Regions from separate parts of the Oryctolagus cuniculus genome. Here region 2 is linked to region 1. The links are chromatin contacts, called in public Hi-C maps. All regions are on one chromosome and are shown on one strand. Each heading gives the region's core, a stretch centred on a gene start, on an enhancer-like site or on the middle of the called end of the contact. The rest is flanking DNA. Distances are from core to core; before and after follow the strand shown. Region 1 holds the start of COL4A2 (collagen type IV alpha 2 chain). Region 2 overlaps COL4A1 (collagen type IV alpha 1 chain).

Evidence for each region. Hi-C and Micro-C count contacts between places; a contact is called where the count stands out from the background.
Region 2: a contact with region 1 is called in a Hi-C map of an unstated tissue, with 2.6 times the contacts expected there. The contact joins the enhancer-like site here to the promoter of COL4A2 in region 1. A contact is called at or near these places in 3 of 6 Hi-C or Micro-C datasets (ear pinna, psoas muscle and an unstated tissue).

The regions. Positions count from the first base shown.
Region 1 is chr9:2,631,306-2,636,726 of mOryCun1.1, reverse strand. It overlaps COL4A2 (collagen type IV alpha 2 chain), which reads left to right and starts at 2,103. Exons shown (of 48, transcript XM_051849971.2): 1 at 2,103-2,387; 2 at 2,710-2,790; 3 at 2,916-2,970. The coding sequence starts at 2,747. It overlaps COL4A1 (collagen type IV alpha 1 chain), which reads right to left and starts at 2,081. Exons shown (of 52, transcript XM_051849972.2): 1 at 1,836-2,081. The coding sequence starts at 1,919.
Region 2 is chr9:2,686,842-2,692,262 of mOryCun1.1, reverse strand. The region is part of intron 2 of COL4A1 (collagen type IV alpha 1 chain); the gene reads right to left. Among named protein-coding and RNA genes, the nearest start is that of COL4A1, 55 kb to the right of the region's middle. Within about 2 kb of position 3,087, at least 2 of the 8 cell types and tissues checked have an H3K27ac peak or open chromatin away from gene starts, as enhancers often do.

The DNA of each region.
Region 1 (5,421 bases), core at 854-3,353:
GACCCAAGAGCCACACCCATTGGCGCCGGAGCTAGGACAGGGCACATCTGCACCATACTTGGCTTGGATGGATACTGCTGTTACGGGGAGGCGTTGGTGTACCCAACAGCTGGCTTTGGGAGGAGCTCAGCGAACACATTACGGGTGGCATGAAAAGTGAGACCAATTTTAAAATTAGCCAGATATTTTTAAGTGGATTTTCTTGTACACCCGAAGTCATGCGCGTACGAATCACCGTTCTTTAATTAAGGCAGGGAAGGAGTGTGCCGATAACATCGGAGCAACCTCCATGCCGGGCTCCTCACGCAGAGTCCCCGGAGGGACCCGGCCGAGCCGGTGGGCAGGAATGTGCTTTAGAGGATAATTACAGGGAAGTCTGAAAAATCCTCCCAGAGTCCACTCATCAGGAGCCTGGAGTTTCAGGCGAGAACAGCAGCTCCCAGCAGTGAGTGAGCAGCTCCCGTCGCTTCCAAAGTCCTAAACGGCCAACGCCGGCCAGAAAACCGAGCTCCAAAAAGCCGCTCGCCCCACCCACGGGAGCCTTCTCCCACTGGCCTTGGGTCCTAACCACCTCTTCCTGGAAGCCAGAAGTCTTCTGGTCACTATTTCAAGACCAAAGCCTACTCTTGTGAAAGCCTTTTTTTTTTTTTTTTTTTTTTTTGGCCATGCTTACTGCTGGCTCTGGAACTTGGCAAGCTGGGGTCCCATTGGAGCCATCCCAAGTTCATTGCTGACGGAACCATCACCACCCAGGATGAGACCTGTGTGCACATGGTCAGTGTATTCTGGTCTGTCACAGCCCATACTTTATATGGGGTGCAGCGCAGTTAGGGCGGACAGCGCGCCCAGAATAGTCAAGCTTAAAAAGTAAGAATGATCCCAGCCACCGACGGGCAAGATTGAGAATCAGAGAGGGCGAGCGGTCCGGCGGGCAGGGAGGATCGCGCAGCCGCAGCCTCTGTGGGCAAAGCGCACCCCTTCCAGGCCACACCTTCGGGCCTCGGAGCCGCCTGACAGCCGGCGGCCGGGAGCAGTGCAGGCAGGCTCGGCTCGGCTCGGCTTGGCCTGGCCCGGCCCGGCCCGGCCCGGCCCGGTCCGCGCGCAGATCCGTAGGCTCCCTTCTGGGCGAGCGCAGAGCCAGAGGAAGTGGAAGCTAGGAAAACAGTGCGGGGAACAATGAGATGCAGTTTCGCTTTGGCTTCACCCTCCAGTGCAGCTGTGGTTACAACTTTTTTTTTTTTTAAGAAAAATAAATTAATCAAAGGCAGAGAGTGCAGGGTGGTAACTTTTCAAAGCCGGCCGTCCGGGAGAGCTCACTCCCGCGTCCGAGCGTGCAAAGCCGTGGGAAAGCGAAGACACAGCCGCTTCCAGCCAAGCGGCCCAGAGCCCTTCAGCCCCAGCCACCAGTCTCCAAACAACGAGAAACACGCCCAAAGCCGCTCCCCGGCACACGTGTGGGGGGCTCCGAGCGGCGTGCGGCGCGCGCGCGCCCGCTCCTCCGGCCCCAAGCCCCCTCGCGCGCCCTGGGCAGGTGGCGGCGCCCGGCTGCCCGAGCGCCCGCGATGCGGGTTCCAATCCCATGGGCTCCCGGCCACCCGCTCCCCGCCACCGCGCGCGCTAACCTCGTCCCGGTCCCCCGGCCCGCAGCTGTTCCCTCACTCTCCCATACCCAGACCCTAACAAAGGGGCCTCCGTCATGGATGCGCGATCCGGCCCCGAGCGCAGGCGGCCGCGCCACGCGGGACCCCCGAGGGCTCCGGGCGCGGACAAAGGGGCCCTGCGGGGCGCGGGGCGCGGGGCGGGACCCCGGGGCGCGGAGCTGGCGAGGGACTCACCTTCGCGGCGGCCCGGCTGCGCTCCTCGTGCAGCAGGAGGGCGGCGGGCAGCAGCAGCAGCCAGAGGCCGAGCCGGGGCCCCATGGTGGCGCGCCCGGGGCGGCGGGGGACGGCGGCCGGGTGCGCGGGGGCCGCGGCGGAAGGCTCGCTCTCCGAGGGCTGGGGCGCGAGCGCTGCGCACCGTCCCGGGCGCGGCGGCTCCGAGCGGAGACCTGAGTGCGGCCGGCGGAGCTCCCCAATTTGTTGGCGCTGCCCCCTCCCCTTGGCGACGGTGCGCGGGCGGCGTCTCAAAGGGGTGGACCCTGCGGCGCGGGTAAGAGGCGGCGGGAGCGCGCAGCCCCGGGACTGCGGCCGCCGTGCGCCGGGACGCTGAGACTCTGAGCTCCGCGCTCAGGGCTCCCGCGCCGAGACCCCCGCAGTCCCGCGCCCGCCCCTCGGGGCCCAAGGGGCCCGGGGCCGAGCGAGGCCGGCTCCGCCGCTACTGCGCCGCGGGCGGGCGCTTCTGGACCGGTCAGCGCGCGCAGGCTGCAGCCCCTGAAGCCCGGCCGGGAGGTGAGAGCGACCCCCGCGCGGCGCCCAGACCCAGGCCGCAGGGAGGGGGGACTTGGGGCGCCCGGGGCCGCGTGCTCCTCCGGTTCGGAGTGGAGAGATGGGACGACCGCCCGGGGAGGATCGCGCTGCCTGGACCGAGCGGCGCCGGCCGGGCCTAATGCGGAGGCGCCCCTTTCTGCCTGGTCCGGAACTGGCCTCTGGGCACCCCTCCGGGGCAGCCAGGGGCGCGCCGCGCTGTGCCGGCGTCTCCCTTACGGAAACCCGCGGCGAGGATGCTTCGCCGCCCTCCCCTTGCTAAACCCGCTTTGTCTCTCGCCTCCAGGCAGGGAGCTACCCACACGAGCGGACCGACGGGGAGCATGGGCCGGGAGCGGCGCGCGGCGTCGGGCTCAGCCATGCGGCGGTAAGTGGCTGCGCGCCCGGTCCCCACGGGTCCCGTTCGCAGGGGCCCCTGCCCGCCTACTTTCAGGAACTGACAAGCCCGGGCCCGCAGGCTCAGGTCGCTCTTTCCCCCCTCCTCCCACCCAGGTGGCTGCTGCTGGGGGCCGTGACCGCGGGGTTCCTGGCCCAGAGCGTCTTGGCGGTAAGTCCTGGCGGCGGCTCCCTGCGCCCCACGGGGGCTGGGCGGCCCGCACGTGTCCATGCGGGCGTGTGCGGGTGCGTCAGCCCTTGCCCAGAGCGATAATTAGAAACGTAGCCCAGGGCGCACAGCTCATGCCTTAAGAGCCGGGAAGTCTCCCTGGAAGGTTTGCGGGGCTCTGTTGCATCCAGCTAATGCGGGCAGTGTGATTTTGGTTTCGTGGAGTGGGAGGCTGTGGGGTAATGAGGCAGCTTCCTAGTGTTAACCATGGTGCAATGAAAGCCCTGAGCTTTCTCCCAAGTCTTGTGGGCCCTGGATGAGCCACAGGTGGGAGCCGCCAGTGGCCTGGCCCCTGAGACCCTGTGCAGGGCAGCGGCGGCCCTGATGCTGGTGCTGTCTCTGGGCATGGTGGTCCCACTGCATTTTGCGTCAGGAGCAGGAGCCACCTTGTAGGAGCTCATTGGAGCCCTGGGTCACACAGGGCAGGTGTGGTGGTCTCTCCGGGGGCTGAAAATGCCCACCCCCCAACTGTCCCGGGTCCTGTGGCCTGGGCACTCCTGACCTCACCCCACAGTGTGTGGAGGGCTCAAGGCCTCAGCCATTGTGTGCGCCGCAACTCTGCCCTGCTGTAAGCCAAGGGGGATGTTCAGGGGAGCGAGCGAGGAAGGAGCTGCTGCCCCGGAGACTGTGGCCACAGCCGTCCAGGCCCGCGGCTCCTGGAACCTGGAGTGTCCCTGAAGCTGCTCTGTGATGGCCTCGGGGCTCCTCGTGCCCAGGCTTCTGAGCCCTGGGCGACCCACACCCACTCTGGGAGGAGGCAGGCCTCAGGAAGCACCCAGCCGAAGTGTGGGATGTGTGCACAGCAGCCCTGCTGGGTCTGTGTCTCCCGTGGTCCCCTGGGGCGCCGGTGGTAACAGGCGCATCCTCATTCCAGAGGATGGGGACTCCCGGGAGTTGTTAACTGGGACGAGCATGAGGGCTGCAGATCAGCTAGGGACTCACCCCAGATTTGTCTCTCTGTGCCTGCAGGGCCTCCCTGCTGCTCCCCCACTTGTCCCGCTGCACATGGCTAGCTAATCCTGGCGGGGGGGGGGGTGGCCAGGAGCATTTACAACCTGGCAGAGCTGTTCGGACTACACGGCTTGCATCCTGGGGGCTGGCTCAGGAAGCACTGGGTGTCTGGGTCCTTCGGGGTGGAGCCCAGCAGTCTGCATTCCCGCCTGCTGCCTGCCAAGGTAGGGGAGCCATGGATGGAGCAGGGGTGAGGGCGAGGCCGGCACCTGAGGCCCCGGTGCCGATTACAGTTCCTGGCCTTTAGAACCTACAGCTACAAAAGCCAAAGCAAGTTGTCCTGGCTCAAGCTGTGAATGCGCTGGGTGGGTTCAGCCCTGGACTGATTGCTGCCGCTCAGCCCCCGTGGCACCAGCTGTGACTCATGAGCCAATTCCTTGAGCTTTAACTCGATTCATTGAAAGTCGCTCTTAACGGTGCCGAGTCCAGCCCCTCCACACTTGGCAGCCGTGATCAAAGCCCCCTCCCGGCCCGCTGTCTCCGGGCTCCGTCCAGCGTGGGGCATTTCCTCTTGGATCCTGGAGAGCCTTGGGCTGGCCGCAAGTAATTGTTTAATGAGCCCTCCCCCTGTGCCAAGCTGTGCCCATTAACACCGCAAAGCCTCCCTGGAGACACCTGAGCTCAGGAACTGTTTCCCCAATTTGCAGGTGACGAAAAAGGTACAAAGCATCGAACGTGCCAGTGTCTGGCTGTCTCTATAATGGACAAGGGCGGGGGGGAGGCACTGGCCACTGGCCAGCAGTGAGGGAGCCCCCGAGTTTCAGTCTTTGGAGTCTTTTGGGGGGTGGGGCCTGTCTCCTTGGATTGACCTTAGACTGAGGGGTTCCTGGGAAGTGAGTCTCCCGTCTGCTCTGGTACAGGATTGGGAGCACAGAGCAGGGAGGAAGTTACAGCATGGGGTGGGGGAAGGGGAGCAGACATCCTCTGTGGGCAGCCCGGTGTGCTCTGGCTGCAGTGCCAGATCCCAGCCTGGCAGGACAGGATCGCATCCCAAACTCAGGGACGCCTGCTTGGGGCCCGTTCCAGCTGAGCCCAGCCGCAGGGAGCCTCTGTGTCTTAGACTAGGAGGGCCTCAGCCACCGTGTGCACTCTGGGGACGTGGGGAGGTGCGTGTGAAATGCTGTGTGTCGGGGGGGGGGTGCTGGGCCCCAGGAGGTCCCCGCCATCTCGGGTGCAGTGAAGGTTCCCTCTGCGGGGCGCTCCTGCCCTCAGCGGAGACCAGAAGCATGCGCTGCGTCACTGTGGGCTTCATAACTTATCTCATGAGCTGGGCGGCGGCCTTGAAGATCTCGGCCCAGTCCTGTGTGTCTGGGAAGGACATTCCAGAGGACAAAGGCCTGCATGGCACCAGCGGTGCAGCAAGCTGGGGAGACGGGCGGCAGC
Region 2 (5,421 bases), core at 1,838-4,337, 55 kb before region 1:
GAAACCCAGGCTGCTCACTCACCACAGCGCTAAAGGCAGAGCCCGCGGACGGATAAACCTCCTCTCCCGGGGCAGGGAAACGCTGAGGGGCGGGTTGACGACCTCTGGATGTCCTTGACTTACGTCCAGAAGGCCCAAGCGCTACAGCCACAGTGGATTCCAGAGTGCGCAGGCAGCAGTGAGAACCACCCACTGTTAACCATGGCGGCGGACTCCCCATAGGGTGGGGCAGAGGCCAGGGACCCGGGGGGGGGGGGGGGGGGCAGAGGGCCCCAAAGCTCCCCAGGCAGGGGTTTCTGCATCGCTTGGCTCAGGCCCGGCATCCTAACTCTAAATCTCCCTCCCCTGGAGGATTTTATCCTTAAGGCTCGTGAGACAGGCGAGGGGCCATCTGCTAGCTTGGGCTGGGGCCCCTGCAACCCATCTCAACTGGGAACAGGGACTCCAAACCCATCTGACCTGCTCTATGCCACACGCAAGGGGCTGCCTGTGGCTTGGGGGTCCCACTTCTCAGGAGCCGGCTGAGCCTCCTGGGTTCCAGGAGCTGGGAGGTCTGCCCACGGCCCCAGAGGCAACACTTTTCCTGTGCAGGCACCTGGAGATGGGCTTTGGAGGGCTTGCTTCCCGTGGCAGGTGGATGTGCCCACCAGATGTCCACGGACTCACTCTCCGAGACCGAAGCTGGCTCGAGACGCCAGGCCATTCTGAACATTGCCTTCAGCTGGCTCAATGCTCTCAGAGTAGGGCGGGATGGGTGCCCTGCCTGGGACTTGAATGCTGTCATTGGCCTGCCAACAGCGCTAAGAAGTGGGGCCAGTTCTGTGGTTGTCAGTGCAGGGCAAGCCTGTCCCCTCCCCCAGCCAGTGACTTGCTAACTGATCACAATCGGGGTGTGGGTCACTGGGGTGCTACTGGCATCCAGTGTGTAGGAGGTGACAGCCTAGAGTGCACAGGCTACCCCTTCACCCCCAAAATCATGCCCCTCAAATTGTGAATCACGCCACAGCTAAAAACCCTGAGCTAGCTGGTTTCTTCCATGGCCAAGTGGGGATTTAATAATAGGCATTAAAAATATTCAGCACCACGCCGGCCCCAGAGTAGACACACAAGAATGCACACTGGCCTCTTTCTCGCCATGACGTCGTAAGCCGGGACTTCTCCATCCTGACAGGAACCTAATGCGTGCAAGCGGGGGCGGGGCCCAATGCTACGATGCAGGAGGCCTGACGGAGACAGGCGCTGGCTGCGCAGCTGGGACCACGACGTCGTAACGCGGGCGAGCAGGATCCTGCACACACTCAGCACGCCCTCAGCCCACAATGCCACATTCAATCTGCCCCAGACTGCCAAGGCCAGAGACTGAATGACTTCCAGATTGGCCACGGCCCCAACCCTTTCAGATCAGATAAGGCACACATTTTAGATAAAAGGGAAGCGAGTGGGAGGGGGGGAGCTCTCCCTGGTGACTGCTATCACTGCACAGACCCCCGGCTGGGGAGGGGCTGGGGTGCACTGACAGCTGCGGGGGCGGGGGGGGGATAGCAGGGCCATGCTGTTGTCCTCCATCTCTGTGAGCACCCGGCCATCAGGGGGCTCCGGTGTTGCCGCTACTCACTAGCAATCCCAAGATCCCGCCCGTTCATCACACTGGAAACCAGCAGACCCTCCTGTAACGGCCATCGAGGGGCTGTCCACAAGAGCCAGTGGGCAAAATGCCCACGGATGCAGCCTCTTCTACCTGACAGGTCGGGCGAGTGAGCAGACCTGGGGCAGCCTCGAGGCTGCTTCTTCCAGGAAGTCTTCCGTCTCCTCTACTGCTTCTCCTGGACTATATTCCATGGGCACCTTGGACCGCTCCAGCTTAGGTGACTGGGCACAAGGTCGCAGGACATAGGGATAGCTTTAGGAACACGTGGGCCCTCGTGGTTAGGTTATTTCCAAGATTTCTTGTGTAGTCTTTCAGTAAAACGCAAATGGTTCATTTCCGTGCAGACAGCGCAAGGCCTGGGAATGTACGGCCTTTCCTACAAGTTCAAGTGGTTGAGAAAATCGAGTTGTCCAGGAAAAGAGGAGCTGCACTCGGCTACTTCTGGGGTCAGCATTCCAAGCCCTAATCAGTTTAAGCAGACCGCATTCCCACACTCGGTAGTCTCTGGAGGAACACCACCCATCCTCTGCAAATGCCGAGTTAATTACCTGGGAGAAAACGTCCCAGGGGCTGCCTGGCCATTCAGGCCAATTGGAAAATGAACAGTGCAGCAGAGACTCCGAAATCCAGGGAGAGCAAGAGGAGTTAGCGCTGAACTCAGGATAAACAACCTGGTACTGTATCGACTGCTTGATAACGATGAAATTATTAGAGCAGCGACGATCTGTTGTGTTGAAGAGTATTTGGCATATCTGGAGACTATGAGACGTTCTGTCCGTAACCACATCTCTATAGAAGACAAACTTAGCTACGAGACTTGGCGATTTATATGGGAGGCATGCCAGCTTCCGCGAGGGTATCGGCGAGGGGTAAGCAGTATCTCACGGTACCCCTCGATGCAAGCGGGGAAACCTGTCTCAGAACCGAGGACTTCCGGGTTTCTAAGGTGCAACACCACCCGGTTAGCTGAGTCGAACTCTCCTACTGTTGATGCTACTTTGAAAAACAACTCAAATGTCATTTCATTCATAGACATTTGAGACGATCACAAGTAACTCCTCTAGGAATCACCATCAGCTCAAAGACTCTGCATTCACGTTGGCCTGCACTTGACAATCGCCTAGCGCTCCCAGGACCCGGATGCCCTGAGAGCAGGCCGCGGGCAGGGGCAGTGCAGGCGCCCAGTTCCTGTCCCCGCCGCGCCAGCCCGGATGGCTTCCTTTGTTAGCTGACTTTGGATGACAGAAACGGAACCAGGTCTGAAACCCCAGCTCAGTTAAGCCCCAGGCCTTTGGCTTCCTTAAGTTGATTGCTTTACCAGGACTCCGGAGACAATAAGGGGAAGTTTCCCATTTCCTCCTTGGGTGGGAGGAAGGGTCTTTGGCCCTCTTGGGGCTGTGTGAGCCACCAGAGCAGACACAGCTCAGATTGGAAAGCCAGCGGCTCTACTGTCAGCACATGGGCTGCCGGGCGCCGGCTGCCGCCTCTGGCTCCGCGTGGCACAGTCAGAATGGTGTGGCCTGAAGCCTGCCAGTGTTCTGTCAGCATTCTTGAGGCTATAACAAAACGAAAACTGCAAGCCGGGCCAGGCCAAAGCGCAGGTGCCGAGGCAGGGTGGAGTCCAGGCCCGTGGCGGAGGTGCTGGGCTCCCAGGGAACCTTCCGGAGGCCCAGCGAGGGCCAGGGCTGGACCCCACACCTCCCAGCCCAGTCCCATCGGGGCTCTGCGGTTTGCCCACCTCAAGGCTTAAATGGGTCAGAGCAGGAGCTGGCATGAAGCCTGCTCAGGAGACAGCAGCCCCGCCCAGGGATGCACCTTGTCCCCGTGCAGCGCGCCCCGGAGGCAGGGGCCACCGTCACCCCGGGCCCTGATCCACACAGCCCCGGCCTCGGCTGAGTGACTGGCCCACGTGAAGACCCCTTCTCCCGGATCTTCCTCAGAGGGCATCTGACCGACTTGGACAGGAGAAGGCTCCACTCTGACCGACAAGCATCAAGATACGAAGCAGAAGAACATCGCGGCCGCACCTCCATCAATCTACCTTGTTTTATTCAGATGAGAGTTTTTGACTGAAAATGAGGCTCAGTGGGGCAAAAAGGCACGCATAGGTTTACAGGTGTGAACACAGCAGCGAAGTCAGAGTTCACGGCCAGGGAGGGGCCCTGTTCTCTCTTCTGCAGGAGAGTCGGGCAGGACAGGATGGGCCCCGGTCTCCCTCAGAGTGCAAAACGCCGACGCCTGGGTCCCCACAGACCCTGGCCCACCAAGAGCTGCAGAGGGAGCAGCGCCAGTGACGGCGCCCCATTCCCCGACGGTTGCCGCCCCCCAGGTCTATTTTATAGCTTGAGGAATTCCTGCATTGGTTCATTGTACTCACGTGAATAAATCATATTAGATTTTGTTAAAAGTCTTTGTGGTATGAAAAATACTTTCTTGGTGCTGGCACTGTGACGTACGTAGAGAGTAAAGCTGCCTGCAGTGCCAGCATCCCATATGGGCACTGGGTCAAGACCCAGCTGCTCCACTTCCAATCCAGCTCTCTGCTATGGCCTGGGAAAGCAGCAGAAGATGGCCCAAGTCCTTGGGCCCCTGCACCCACATGGGAGATCCAGAAGAAGCTCCTGGCTCCTGGCTTCTGATCAGCTCAGCTCTGGCCATTGTGGCCATCCGGGGAGTGAACCAGCAGATGGAAGCCCTCTCTCTCCCTCTCTCTCTCTCTCTCTCGCTCTCTGCCTCTCTGTAACTCTGCCTTTCAAAAAATAAATAAATCTAAGAGAGAGAGAGAGAGAGAGAGAGAGAGAGAGAGAGAGAGAGAGAGAAAGAAAGAAAGAAAGAAAGAAAGAAAGAAAGAAAGAAAGAAAGAAAGAAAGAAAGAAAGGCAAGCACAGAGCACGAGATGGATCGCAGCTGGCATGGAGGGATCCGAAACCGTTCTCCCAGACGCCACCACTCTAAAGCCAACCAGGGAACTGTGCAGCCAGCCACTGTGTGCACTTAACAGCTAAAAAGAAATCACAGGATTTTCCGTTCAGGAGAATTTGCAGGATCGCAGAAGTGTGAGTCCGTGACTCCATGGATCCTTTGACAGGCAGCGCCTGGGTTCAACTCCTGCCCCCGCCTCCTGCCAATGAGCTCCTGGGGGCAGCACGGTGACTCCAGTACCTGTGCCCCTGCCGCTCACAGAGACCTGCTCTGCACTCCTGGTTCCTGGGTTAGGTCCTGGCCCAGCCCCTGGCCAAGTTCCCACTCACTGTGGGCATTTGTAGAGACGGAAGATCTCTCTTCTCCCACCCTGCCACACCCCAAATAAAGAAATATTTAAAAAAAAAAAAAAAAAGGTTCCTAAGCTGGCCTGAAAGACGATGAAAGATGCCTCCAGCTCGCTGAGAACGGGGCGTGGTGCAGAGTACAGCCAGGAGAACAGGGCCCCGCCCGCGTGTGCACCTGCGCTGGAGGCCAGGGCTTCGGGGAGGGATTACTGTTGCCTCAGGCACACCCGGTCTCCACAGTGACCACAGCTGCCGTGGGGGATACAGCCCCGTCCTGTGGGTGGAAACCAGACGCGGCCCTCCCTCTCTGAAGCCAACAGCAAGGCACAGACACGACACGAGGGCTGTCCTGTCTCTGGAGAGAAGCCTGACTTTACCTAGACCCACAATCCTCGAAGAGACAGAGGAGCATCCAGGCTTAGAAAAAAATGCGTGATTTTACATCTAGGGAATAAAGAAACGCTACTTTTATAAATAAATCCAGACCAGGATGTGTGTATAAAA